Regions from separate parts of the Mus musculus genome. Here regions 2 and 3 are each linked to region 1. A link is a contact called in public HiChIP or PLAC-seq data. All regions are on one chromosome and are shown on one strand. The core of a region is the stretch at or near the end of the contact, and the rest is flanking DNA. Distances in the headings are between cores, read along the strand shown. Region 1 overlaps Camk2d (calcium/calmodulin-dependent protein kinase II, delta). Region 2 has its middle 33 kb from the start of Camk2d. Region 3 overlaps Camk2d (calcium/calmodulin-dependent protein kinase II, delta).

What was found. HiChIP or PLAC-seq counts read pairs in DNA pulled down with a chosen protein or histone mark.
Region 2: a contact with region 1 is called in an H3K4me3 HiChIP or PLAC-seq map of the 230-238 cell line, with 32 read pairs. The contact joins two enhancer-like sites. A contact is called at or near these places in 1 of 15 datasets of contacts at CTCF or cohesin (large pre-B cells), 1 of 484 Hi-C or Micro-C datasets (the N1E-115 cell line), 3 of 115 datasets of contacts at active chromatin or transcription factors (the 230-238 cell line, embryonic stem cells and pancreatic cancer cells) and 4 of 9 other capture datasets (adipose tissue, embryonic stem cells, liver and 1 more).
Region 3: an H3K4me3 HiChIP or PLAC-seq map of the 230-238 cell line shows a contact between it and region 1, with 23 read pairs. The contact joins two enhancer-like sites. A contact is called at or near these places in 1 of 15 datasets of contacts at CTCF or cohesin (the NIH/3T3 cell line), 8 of 484 Hi-C or Micro-C datasets (the 63-12 cell line, B cells, the MC38 cell line and 3 more), 4 of 115 datasets of contacts at active chromatin or transcription factors (the 230-238 cell line, bone marrow-derived macrophages, embryonic stem cells and 1 more) and 3 of 9 other capture datasets (adipose tissue, bone marrow-derived macrophages and liver).

Annotation. Positions count from the first base shown.
Region 1 is chr3:126,811,429-126,815,399 of GRCm38.p6, forward strand. All of the region lies in intron 16 of Camk2d (calcium/calmodulin-dependent protein kinase II, delta), which reads left to right. Among named protein-coding and RNA genes, the nearest start is that of Gm15551, 140 kb to the left of the region's middle. Within about 2 kb of position 2,248, at least 18 of the 459 cell types and tissues checked have an H3K27ac peak or open chromatin away from gene starts, as enhancers often do. A contact at or near this core is called in the 230-238 cell line, the 63-12 cell line, B cells and 1 more, where this site is marked.
Region 2 is chr3:126,562,163-126,566,133 of GRCm38.p6, forward strand. No RefSeq gene overlaps it. Among named protein-coding and RNA genes, the nearest start is that of Camk2d, 33 kb to the right of the region's middle. Within about 2 kb of position 2,004, at least 15 of the 459 cell types and tissues checked have an H3K27ac peak or open chromatin away from gene starts, as enhancers often do. A contact at or near this core is called in the 230-238 cell line, where this site is marked.
Region 3 is chr3:126,611,807-126,615,777 of GRCm38.p6, forward strand. All of the region lies in intron 2 of Camk2d (calcium/calmodulin-dependent protein kinase II, delta), which reads left to right. Among named protein-coding and RNA genes, the nearest start is that of Camk2d, 17 kb to the left of the region's middle. Within about 2 kb of position 2,080, at least 57 of the 459 cell types and tissues checked have an H3K27ac peak or open chromatin away from gene starts, as enhancers often do. A contact at or near this core is called in the 230-238 cell line, the 63-12 cell line, B cells and 1 more, where this site is marked.

The DNA of each region.
Region 1 (3,971 bases), core at 998-3,497:
ATTTGAAGAATTGAAAAAATGTGATTCATCCATTAGCTAAATCTTAACTGGGAAGTACCTTTTGTAAAAATGTCACTAAATTCTATAATTCTTTAGGTAGCGTTAATGAAATAGTCTCGAAAAACATATGAACTTGTGTTATAGAATAAATAACCAGTAAGTAGATCTCAGGTCCAGGAGGAAGATGGACAATTTAGGAAATGAAAATGGCTGCAGGCCACAGTTGGCAGTCACCTCTGCTGCTCCTTTTCTTCTTGGTTAAGTAGAGCACTGGCACTGTTCAGGCATACTCTCTGTATTACTAGGGCACTTCCCTACTTCTCTTAAAGAAAGACACTCATTGTTTCTTAGAGTGCAAATGTAGAGATCAGTGTCAAGGCTACGATTAAGTCTACGCCTCCCATTTTTGCTGAGTCATTGATATTACGTAAAAAACATATGTGTTAACCAAATAAACAGATGCACCATTTAGCTTTGCCAGTGATTCAGGAAGGATCATCTTGTGAATGTTTTAGCATTAGCTCTTCAGTTAAATAAAATGTTGCACATGGTTTTGATACCAGCTTAGGTAAGTGTTTGGTGGACACTCCCAGAGAGAGTCTAGGTCATTGTGCACCAGAACAAAGAGCTGAGCCAAGGCTGATGCAGCTGAAGTAAAGACCATTTATTTGAGAGAGAGAGACAGACAGACAGACAGACAGACAGAGACAGAGACTTCCAGCAGAGGAATTAGGCCAGGGGAGAGAGAGCTCAGAGCAGGAGTAGCCTGGCTTCATGGAGGATGGAGATGTTGTATGTTATGGAATGTGATCTTTCTGTCCCTATTGCATTGCCTGATTTTTTTTCACACATTCTCTGTTGCATGTAGTTCTATATACAGCTTCATGTATTCCATATTATAATGAACCATGGGCCACTTTAAACACTGTAAAACTCTTCCTATGAGTGGCAGGGTTCTGCTGGCCTCAGCTAAGGGTATCCTGCCCTCCTCTTTGCCAGCTACTGTTTTTCTCATATGTTATTTTTTTTTTTTTTCAGTCTTTGCTGAGGCCTACAGGTCTTAGCTTCCACCCTGCTCCCTGGTCTCTATTTTTAATCAAGTGTCTGAAAACCTATCCGTTATCCACCAGAGGAGCGAATATTTAAATAACTGAGTATAGCGAAGGGAATCCCAACACCTCAGTATATGTAGTTCATCCACCTAGGACATTTTCACACCTTGGTAATTATGAGAATGGCTTTAATTTATAATGTTTCTCATCTGAGTTTGACTTGAGCTATTAAGTACTTGCTCAGGATAACTCTCTCTTTCATTTATCTACATATCAGTGTGTCTATTACAGTCTCTCAGGTGAGCATGGGAGCACACACCTGTAATCCCAGCACTCAAGATGCTGGGGCAAAAGGACACAGAGTTTAAGGTTAAAAGTGGATATAAAATGAGGTCTAGACCTGCCCTGTGGACATAGTGAGACCTGACTCAAAGAAACAAGTCAAAATAAAATGAGCCAAAGTTTCCCTTGGGGATTTGAAAAATTGATGCACTATTTGTTTTTAGGGTTATAACAGACTTATACACACAAAATTTTAGAAATTAAGTATAAAACTAAGATTAACAAGTATAATATAAGATTAAAGAAAATGTCTAGGTAATAATTGAGCACAGGGTGCTCACATTTATTTTCTGGAACCTAATGAATAAATTTCATTTCTGCTTGATCATACTGGTATAGACCATATAGGCCTCAGCTGTCTTCCCTCTAAAATATATGCAGCCCTTTGAGAGCAGATCCTTTTAATGTTGGTAGATTCTAGAAACCTTTAGGACTATCTACGCTTCTGAAAATCACCCAGGCACCATTGTAGATATAAGTAGGTAAAAGGTGAAAGACAGGAAATGGTTTTAATGCATTTATTTTGTTGGCGATTTCTTTCTGCAGGAATAGCTCCCTCTGTCAAGTCACTGAATAATTACCTAAGAAAGGGCTGATATATTTAAGTGATGTGTATAGTTTTGCCATACTCTGTGTAGTTTAGTAGAAAGTATGTTATTGTCTTATTCTGTGAGAAGGCAAAGCCCTATCTTCCATGTACGAACTGATAAAGACAATTATATAATTTGACCAAAACTATATCCTCTACGCATGACTAATCCACATCAAGAAAATACTTTTACTTTCTTCTACTGCCTATGCTATCTGAGCAAGGTTGTGTACAGCATTGTTACTCAAGTGAAACCCCACCCCTGGCAGCAGACTCATCTAGACCAGTTTCCATAGCATCGTCCTATGTGGCTAGCACAGGTCCTCTCCCATGAAACACAGCCAGCAGCAGCACCTACGGTTAAGCTGCTCATGGAGGCGCATGCCCTTGTTAGGATATCACAGGCTTCCTATACTAATGCCTAGTTCTCGTCAGCTACCCAGGAAATGAGTGTTTCTGTCTCTCTCTACTGCAGAGAGCATGGGTAACTCCCACATAAGGTGACCTAATGAGAGGAATTAAGTACATCAGCTTCTTGGTGGTAGCAGGGACCCACGAGGCCAGCTGTTGCATAAGGAAACTCAAGTAGAAAGCAGATGAATGGAGCAGAATTCTAGGCAGAGACTTTGGATCACTCTTGATACTAGGATGGGAAAAGACCTGTTTTCATTTAGCTCTGCTTGTTAAGTGTCCCTTCACAGTGGCTTGGATTCCCTGAAGATCCAGTTCACATGTTACTGGTAAACTACCTACTATGTTTATTTCAGTTTCTTCATTCATTCAGCAAATACTCACAGAGTGCATGCTGAGTACACATTGTTCAGCCAAGTACCGAGTGGGTCAGCAGATTTCAAAGCTGTCAAGCTGGAACATTCTTGTGTATGTTGTGCATGAAAGCTCCCTTCCTAGCAGACAGGCCCATTTCTCCTAACTCAACAAATAGCAAAGAAACAAGGATGAAGTGAGACTCGGGGTTTCTCTATGATTTTGCTAAGAATGCTTTGGTTTGGTTTTTGTGGCGTTTTTTGTTTATCTGCTTGGTTTTGTTTTGTTTTGTTTTGTTTCGTTTCGTTTAAATATACTTAAGAATCTGAGGATGGTGGTGCCTTCCTATAATCCCAACTCCAGGGGGCTGCAGCTGTAGAATTACTAGTTGAGTGCCAACCTCAGCTATGTAGAAAGAACCTGTCATACAACAAAGCAAACATGAATAAGTGAACAAAGCTAAGGTTTCACATCAGGGCCAGTCCATTCCGCAGCATGCATTCATCTGGAGGACTGGCCGTGTCTAATGTGTCCAACAATCTTAAAAATCTTCCATAGTTCTTGTTATCCAAAGGCAGAGTGGCCACATCCTCACAACTTACTGCCAACATTTCACACAACTTCCCAATACTGTCTCATATTTGGAAGCTGGATACTGTTTCTGATTCTGTGGCCGGAAGCTTAGCAGCTCTTCAGTGTCATGGAGAGTTAGTAATGGTTTGAAAGTTATTGTGTCTTAACAAAGGACAGTTATGGCCAAAGCGGTCATCACCATGGTCTAACATAAAAGTGCTCCTGCTAGAACTAACTGTCCTCACATTTTTAAATATTAAACCAAAATTGTTTTGCATTTTGGATACATTTCTTTTTATGTCCTGATTTTTTTTACATTTATTTTTATTAGATATTTTCTTTATATACATTTCAAATGCTATCCCGAAAGTTCCCTATACCCTCCCTCTGCCCTGCTCTCCTACCCACCCACTCCCGCTTCTTGCCCCTGGCATTCCCCTGTACTGGGGCATATAAAGTTTGCAATAACAAGGGGCCTCTCTTCCCAGTGATGGCCAACTAGGCCATTTTCTGCTACATATGCAGCTAAAGACACAAGCTCTGGGGGGGTACTGGTTAGTTCATATTTTTGTTCCACCTATAGGGTTGCAGACCCCTTCAGCTCCTTGGGTGCTTTCTCTAGCTTCTCCATTGGGGGCCCTGTGTTCCAT
Region 2 (3,971 bases), core at 754-3,253, 250 kb before region 1:
GAAATAGGTTGCAAGAAAGGTCTAACTGGCCCTTTTATAATGGTGTTAATCTCCACAGCGGGGCAGAATCCTTATAATGCAATAACTTCTTAAAGACCTCACTTCCTAATATGATTCCAATGGTAGAAAAGGTTCAGAGAGTGAAAAGGGACAGTCAAACTGTAATGCTTAACAAGATAATTTATTCGTTATATTTATTACTTCATTTAAATGTTCAGGTTGAAAAAGTCTAAAGAGACAATGTTTCCATTTTCCTTTAAGTTGCAAAAATTGGCATGTATATTTGGCCATCTTTACTCCATGGACAGAGCTTTATAAGTCTTGCTTGAATGAAAATAAGTGCTTTTCAAAGGTGGTGACTTTTTAGCGGACCTTAAAGAACATGCACCATCTGCCAAGAAAGGAATTGCTAGATAGAAAAATCACAAGAGTCAGAGGCCTGGAGGAGCACAGGCTTGGTTCAGTGCTGAGTGTCTATTTCAGAGCTAACGACACGTTGACTGGAACAAAGCTTAAAAGGAATAGCTTTCGTGCTGTTCGACTTGATTTTTTTACGGTCTGGAGAGCACTAGATGTTTTTCAAGAAGTCGGTAGCACGTTTCAAAGAAAAAAAATTGCTACTTATAAACAGGAAGAAAAGAGAAAAATAAAGATAACAGAAGGACAGAAGAGATCATTTTGGTGGTTTGAATAGAAATGCTCCCCCTCTGGGTCATCGTCTTAAATATGTGATTACCAGGGAGTGGCACAAATGTGTCACTGGGAATGGGATCTGAGGTTTCAAGAAGCCATTCCAAATCCAGAGTCTCTCTCTCTTTCTGCTGCTTGCAGATCCAGATGCAGAACTCTCAGCTACTTCTCCTCCATCATGTCTGCCTACATACCACCATGCTCCCCACCTTGATGAGTATGGACTAAACCTCTGAAACTCTAAGCCAGCCCCAGATAAATGTTTTCCTTTATAACAGACGGCATTACCGTTGTGTCTCTTCATAGCAATAAAACACTGACTGAGATAGCCAATTAAACAGATATTCAAATAGCAACAGTAATAATATTTTAGGTAAAATCACATCTGAAATTTTTTTCCTGTAATTACTGAAAATCCCTCCCACTAACCAACAGCGTATACCTTTTGTTAAACACGCATTATTTTGAATTCCCATTTGGCTCCTGTATTTAAGCTTAAGCTAAGTATGAACAACAGTTGATTCTCCACTCCTTCTACGTTTTTATACATCTGTCTGTACTACATCTAAATTTCTATTATCTGGAGATACCAGTAAGCATCACATGTATTAACCTAGTGCCTATTGTAATTGATATAATTCTCTTCTTAGTATCAGACTTCTCTTTATACTTCTGGCATGATAAACTTCCAGTCACAATTACAAGAAATATAATTTTATCATTTGTGTTTTGCCAAAGTAAAGAATTTATTTACTGAGCACAGTATAATCCATTTGATTTGCCAAAGAAATTCTAGGCAACTACACTCTGTTCAGGGCCTGTATGAAGTGAAACCCAGTCAGCCAGGACATCTGCTCCTGTCTGTCCTACAACTTCAGCAGACTTCATTTTATCATCATCCACATCAGACAGGACAGCAACAGCCAGAACAACCTAAGGAAAGAGGCCAGGGAACTGAGCAGTGTGTGTAAGGGACAGTCCCAGACAGTTAATTGGGATATAAGTCAAGTTGGATCAAATCGATGGCTGGCAACTAGCCACAGATGTTGTCTAGAGTCAGGAAAGACACTGAAGGCAACATAGGCACTGGAACAGCATCTGAGGCCTGGGACCTAAGCCAGAAGTCACCACAGTCCTGTCCCTTAGAGAGTTTCTCAGATATACAGATCTAGGAAGGACACGGACACTTCTTAATAAAGTGACATTTAAATAGAAACAAGGAGGAAACGGAGATGCACGTCATGGCCTGGCCATCTCTATTCTCAAGAGAGGAAATAATTGGTGTAATTAGGTAACGACTTGGTGAGAAGCAGATGGTAAAAGCCATCAATGCGGAAGCCACACTGAGGGAAATGCAGGGCAGGGCTGGGGAGCTCAGAGTTCTGGAACAGAGAAGACTCTGAGGATCAGAGGCCCAGCTTTTGAGTTCAGTGGACACAGAGGAAAAGGCATGATCTAAATGTTTTGAAAGAGACAGACTGATTGCCATTGGAAGTAGGCTCTATGAGTTTAGAATAGATGCAGGTAAACTGGGGGGGGGGGGGGGGGAGAGCCTTACAGGGATCCAGGAGTTGGTGAGGTCTTAATGGGATGGGAAAGCAATGGAGGCTCCTAACATGACACATTGCTGAGGGAGATTGGGGGTGAGGAAGGAAGGAAAGATGACTAGAATTTTGCTAAGGATGGCTGATAAGCTGAGGCACTTCACTCAACTTAATGTGAAGAAGACTAGAGAGAGATCTGGGTGTAATGATAAGGGTGGGGTCAGGGGTCTTCTCAAATGTGAGGTTGGTGATGCCTGTCTCCTTACAAATGCAGGCACCAGGCTGATAGCTGGACATGGAAGAGGGAAGTTCCAAGGGAAGACGGAAGGTTGAGTTTTGAGGTTTAGAGTTTGTATCATTTAAAGTACAGCATTACATATGAGAGGATACAGGAAGTGAGTGTAGCTGGAGAGGAGGACTATTGCTGGGGTGAGGTTCAGGAGATCTCAGAACAAGAGACTGAGAAAAGGAAGAAGAACCTACGTGAGGCCGGGCAAAACAAATGCTGAATGAGATGGAAAAGAGGTGTTTCAACATCCACATCCACATGCAGACATGGAGCTCAGATGAGAGAAGTTAATTAATGCTAATTCTGATTATATTGGGGAACTACAAACCGTAGTTGTTAGAAAGATGGACAATTGGTCTGGAAAAGAGAGTCTTTGGTGAAATGGAGAAGGAAGGCTTGGAGAGTTGTTCTAAGGACAAATGAAAGTAGAGAAAAATCGACAAGTACTCCTTCAGTGTTGCTTAGAATGGAGGAAAATACGGGAGGTATGTGAAAGCAGGGTAGTGGTCTGTTCAGGCAAGTGATAAGATCAAACATGATTTACATAATCCTGTGCTGTGAGGACAGTGGTACTGTGAGAGGGAGAGGGGTGTGGTGCTGTGAGAAGGAAAATGATGCTGTGAGAGGGGCGTGGTGCCATGAGAAGGACAGTGGTGCTGTAAAGGGGTGTGACGCTGTAAGAGAGGTGTGATGTAAGTAAGTAAGTGAGTGAGTGGAGGTGGGTATGTTCTGGAGTAGTCGACAACCTTGGTGAGGGCCAAGACCTGCCAATATATCTAGTTACTCTAGAATGCTTCCCCCTGAATCCTCCTTCATCTTTATCAGCAGTATGAAACTCCTACATATCAAATTCACGTTTCTAAGAACCCACTGCTTTCTCTTTTCTGTGGATATGTGTTGTCTTCGTGACTGTTGCTAGATTAGTGAATTTTTAACACACATTGAGTGTCATAATGCCTTCCTTCCCCCTGCAAATATCATGACCATCATGGTAAAACATGATGAAATGGGAGTATACGCTCTGAGCACCCTGAGCATCAGCATATTTAAAATCTATTCTTTCAGTTTTATTGTCAGTTGGATGTGATCTTTTAAAGGTAATGGTGGCTGACAGAATCTCTATAAAGGCTAAAAACAAAAAACAAAACAAAACAAAACAAAAACAAAAAGATGCCTGAAGAATGTCCAGAATTATGCTGCATGCTGAGGACACGCTGCACCCTGACCCTGATATTAGGCCATACCTCAGAGCCACTGCCAATTCAAGCTATGCTCACTTTGTCATGTCCCTACTGCCCCAGAGGGAATGCTTAACTAGCCAGCAGCTGGGGTTATCATGGCTTTTTAGCAAAGCTATGTCAGCAGTAAAGAAGAACAAAAAAGTAAGTAGCTGATATTTCAACTGTCTGTATCTGGGTATTAGAGCTGGCCTAGTTTCTGATTCCTAC
Region 3 (3,971 bases), core at 830-3,329, 200 kb before region 1:
AGCCCGATGAAGGGAGTTGGAATTCTTTTCACCCTCTGAGAGTGAATCATGAAGTGGCAGGCTCTGTGGGAACGAAGGAAGGAAGGAAGGAAGGAAGGTTGATCCCGAGATTTATAGCCCTGAGTCATTAGGGGTAAACAGCTGATAAGAGAGCCACAGCAAACTGCTTATCAACCCCTCATTCTGTTTTATGTAGCCTTGGGGCAAAATACAAACCCCATAAGAGCCACTAAGTAAAAAACAAAGGACTTGAAAATAGAGTATTTCTTTTTAAAGTCAAGTGTTATGGAGTGTTAAAAATAATTAGAGTATTTTTTTTAAAGTCAAGTGTTATGGAGTGTTACTGGAGATTGCAGTGTATGTTGTGACTGTTGTGAAAATTATTGGAGGGGTCTACTTAAAGCCAAAAGTGACTAGGACATCTAACCAATAGGATGCCACTCAACACCAGATTCTTGTGTCTAAAAGACTAGCACTGGTCTGTACAGTTACGTAGAGGAATAAATGTTTTGCAGAGTCTGTTTTCCTGTAGTTTTGCTAATACATGTTTAGGGACCCAGAGCCTTTAATGTCACATCTGTGCATACTGCACTCAACTGCTGCCTTCTTCTCTCTCTCTTTTTAAGAAACTGAGAGTTACACAGTTTATTCCACAGTGTTGAATCACTTAAATAATGAAAAAAATCATTCATTCCCTTAGGTAACTTTAGTTTAAACATTTAATCTCTGTAGGTTGGCTTAGCCATGTAAATTTTCCTCTGTTTTTAAAAATCGTAAAAAAAAAATATGTAAGAGCTTTGACTTTTATTCATATTAAGGTTTTCATGGTTGCACTTAAAGGAGAAAGAAAGATCACTGTTTTATTCAATGCAAATATGTAATTCATAGTAATTTGACTTTTTTTTCCTTTCGTTTTTGGTTTTCAATAAATACATCTGTCCGAAGTTTTTCTTCACCCAACCCCAACTTCTCCCAGCCTCCTCCTCTTCCTCTTCCTCTTCCTCCTCCTTTTCTCTCCCAGCTCCACTTCTCTCTTTTCCTTCAGAATAAAAAGCAGGCCTCCCTTGTTAGCCAAATAAGGCATAAGAAGGTCAGACTAGGCTTAAACCCTTGTATCAAGTCAGGGTGAGGCAATGCAGTGTGAGGAAAGAGCTTTGGGAACAGAGCAGAAGGCCATCTGTCAACTTAAAGGACAGTGAGTCAAAATTGACACAGCTCCTGGAAGGATTAGAGAAATTCTATTTCCGCAAGTAGCATTTGATTGCCCATGCCCAACCCTGTCCTCCAAACATAAGTAGAATCAAGACCCACTTGCATCTAATTTTGGAAATAAGTTTTGGAAATAATTTTCTTAGTGTTAACTTTGCCTATTGCTCTCTATGTATATCTTATATGCTCAGGAAAAAGGAGAGGGAAATTTGACTTAATCTTACTTAATTTTGTTTGAAGGAAAAACATTTGTAATGCTTCACACTGGCAGACAACTAGTGTCTGCTGTCTGCGTAGTTCCCCCACTGTGATAATCCTAAATGCCTGTAATTCTTCAATGGCAAATAGAGATGGCATCAGCATCATAGCAGGATCAGGGATGGCCACGGGACACTGAGACCATTATGTTTTACATCATAATGACTCTAAAAATGGAAACTAACATTTGTTGATTTTTTGTAATCTTTAAAAAAACGCTATTATAGATAGAATGTTTTAAAGTATGTTTTTAAATAATTGAAATCAACCCGAAATTTAGAAACAGTGGCATTAGAAAAACAGTGACCACACACAGGGTCAGCTTTAAAAATAACACGTAGCTTTGAAAGTACAATTTCTTTTCTCCTTAGCATGTAAATGATTTATTCAGATTGTCTATAATAAGCCTAGCGGGGAAGAAAGGAGGAAGTGAGAAACGAGTCTCTGAGAAATCCTTAAAGCTCATACTAGTGCTTATGTAGCAGCTTCCATTCAAGGATCGAAAGGTCCACGGTGTTTCTGGAACAAAGGTCAGGGACAGCCTACAGGATTCTTGTTCCCAGTGCTGTTTTGTCTGCCTCCCTTCAGTGCCTCATCAGAGCCGTTTCCTCACACACCTCACATTCCTTCCAGAGTCTAGGGACAGATGACACAGTTACCTGCTGCAACAGCAGCTCGATTATGGGAGCAAAAGTGATTACGTGGGTTAGAATCTCCGTGGTCCTCTGATCAGTAACCCGGTACAAATGTTCTGTCCTGGAGATAGTTGATGCCTTATCCCACCCACCTCACCTGTTTTAATTGTCTGGATGACACATGAAGGGGACATCCAGGACATTGCTTAGCAGGAGTGGGTCAGTAGGGTTGACTGACACAGAGGATGAGAGACACCGAGATTCAGCATACTCAGACTGAGGGTCCTGAGTGAGGAACAACGGTGAGCAGTGAGCTCAGAATCTTGAGGAAGGTTTCAAGGCTAAGACCCCTGGGGAGGGTGACATTTTCCTACAACAAGCTGAGAGGTGTCAGTTGATCTTGGTGAGGGAAGATGAATTGTGTTGGAGATACAAAAGCTAGATTGGGGATGAAGTACCTAAAAGAGCATTGGACACTGGGTGTGGTCCTTCAGAAAAGACCTATGGAGGCAGTGCATTGTTTCTGAAATCGCACTGCCAGGATTCAACACGGCTTCATCCTTGGGAAAACTTCATAATCTCCCCAAACCTTGGTCTTCTACTCTCTGGAACTCGAGCCACTGTCATTTATGATCAGTGCATGCCTGCATGCTGCTGTGGCACAATGCTGTGGATAGTGGATGAAATGGAGAAGCCAGCCCGGTTTAGAGGAGAGAAAATGATGTGTCAGAAAGGTAGAAAAAAAATGGAGAATGTGAATTTCAAATTCTTAGGGCGGGAGGTTTTGCAAAGGCTAGTGGAGAGTGCTGGTTAGTTTCTGTCAACTTGATACAAACTAGAGACATGTTGGAGGAGGAAGCCTCAATCAGGACTTGCCTCCATTAAATTGGCAAGTCTGTGAGGGGTTTTCTTGCCTGATAATTGGTAGGAAAGGGACTAGCCCACACAGAAGGAAGACCAAGAAAAGACTTCCCATTCCCATGTAGCAGAATCAGAAGCAGGTCTTTGGCGAAGTTTATGTGGATTGCATCATTAGCTTAATGCCATCTGAGAAAGGAGGGACAGTCTTAGGGTGGCTTCCAGGTACTGTCGGAGGAAGAAGTCTATCAAGAGAGCACAGGGGTGACAGCAGCCCGAAGGGTAGCTGTGACGCTAGGAGGATGACATTTACGTCAGTTTCCCAGGAGACTCTTGCTACTTAGGACCTGGCAAGGCAGCCACGGGGAATCTGGCTTTTCTTTTCTTTTTCTTTTTCTTCTTCTTTTTTTTTTTTTTTTACTTTGAAAAAAAATTTTTTTCAGTGTGACATTACTTTCCTTAATTTGGGAGAGCTAGTGAGAATAAAACAGCTGGAAATGAAATGGAAACCAGGTACTAGAAAAGCCCCGCCGCCCACACACAGATGCTTTCTCCTGTTATTTCCGGGAAGGAGGTGATCAAAAGCAGAACACTGGATAAGAAAATAAATTATATTATCCAGGAGTAACGGCTAGAATGGTTCCATTTGGATTCAAAACTAGAACAGGAACAAACACAGTGGCTGCTTCAACCTGAAAATGAAGCCCGGGGAGTCGGTGATTCATGATCTAAGTTGTACAGTCCCCGTTGTACAGTCTGTTTCCTCTCCATAGGCAAAGACCCCACAGGCAGCTTCAGATAGGTCAGGATTATGCAGAGTTTTATAAGTAGGAAGGCACTGTTTAGGGAAGAAAATGACTTTACATCAGGAATAATATTTAAGTACTGGAAAGACGGAAGCTGGGTTCATCCTGGTTCTATTCTGTACTGGTACTAAGTTACGTAAGGCTCACTGCTATTCTATGTGTATGCTGTTCATTCACATTAGCTGGTTCCTGGATGCCCCTCCCC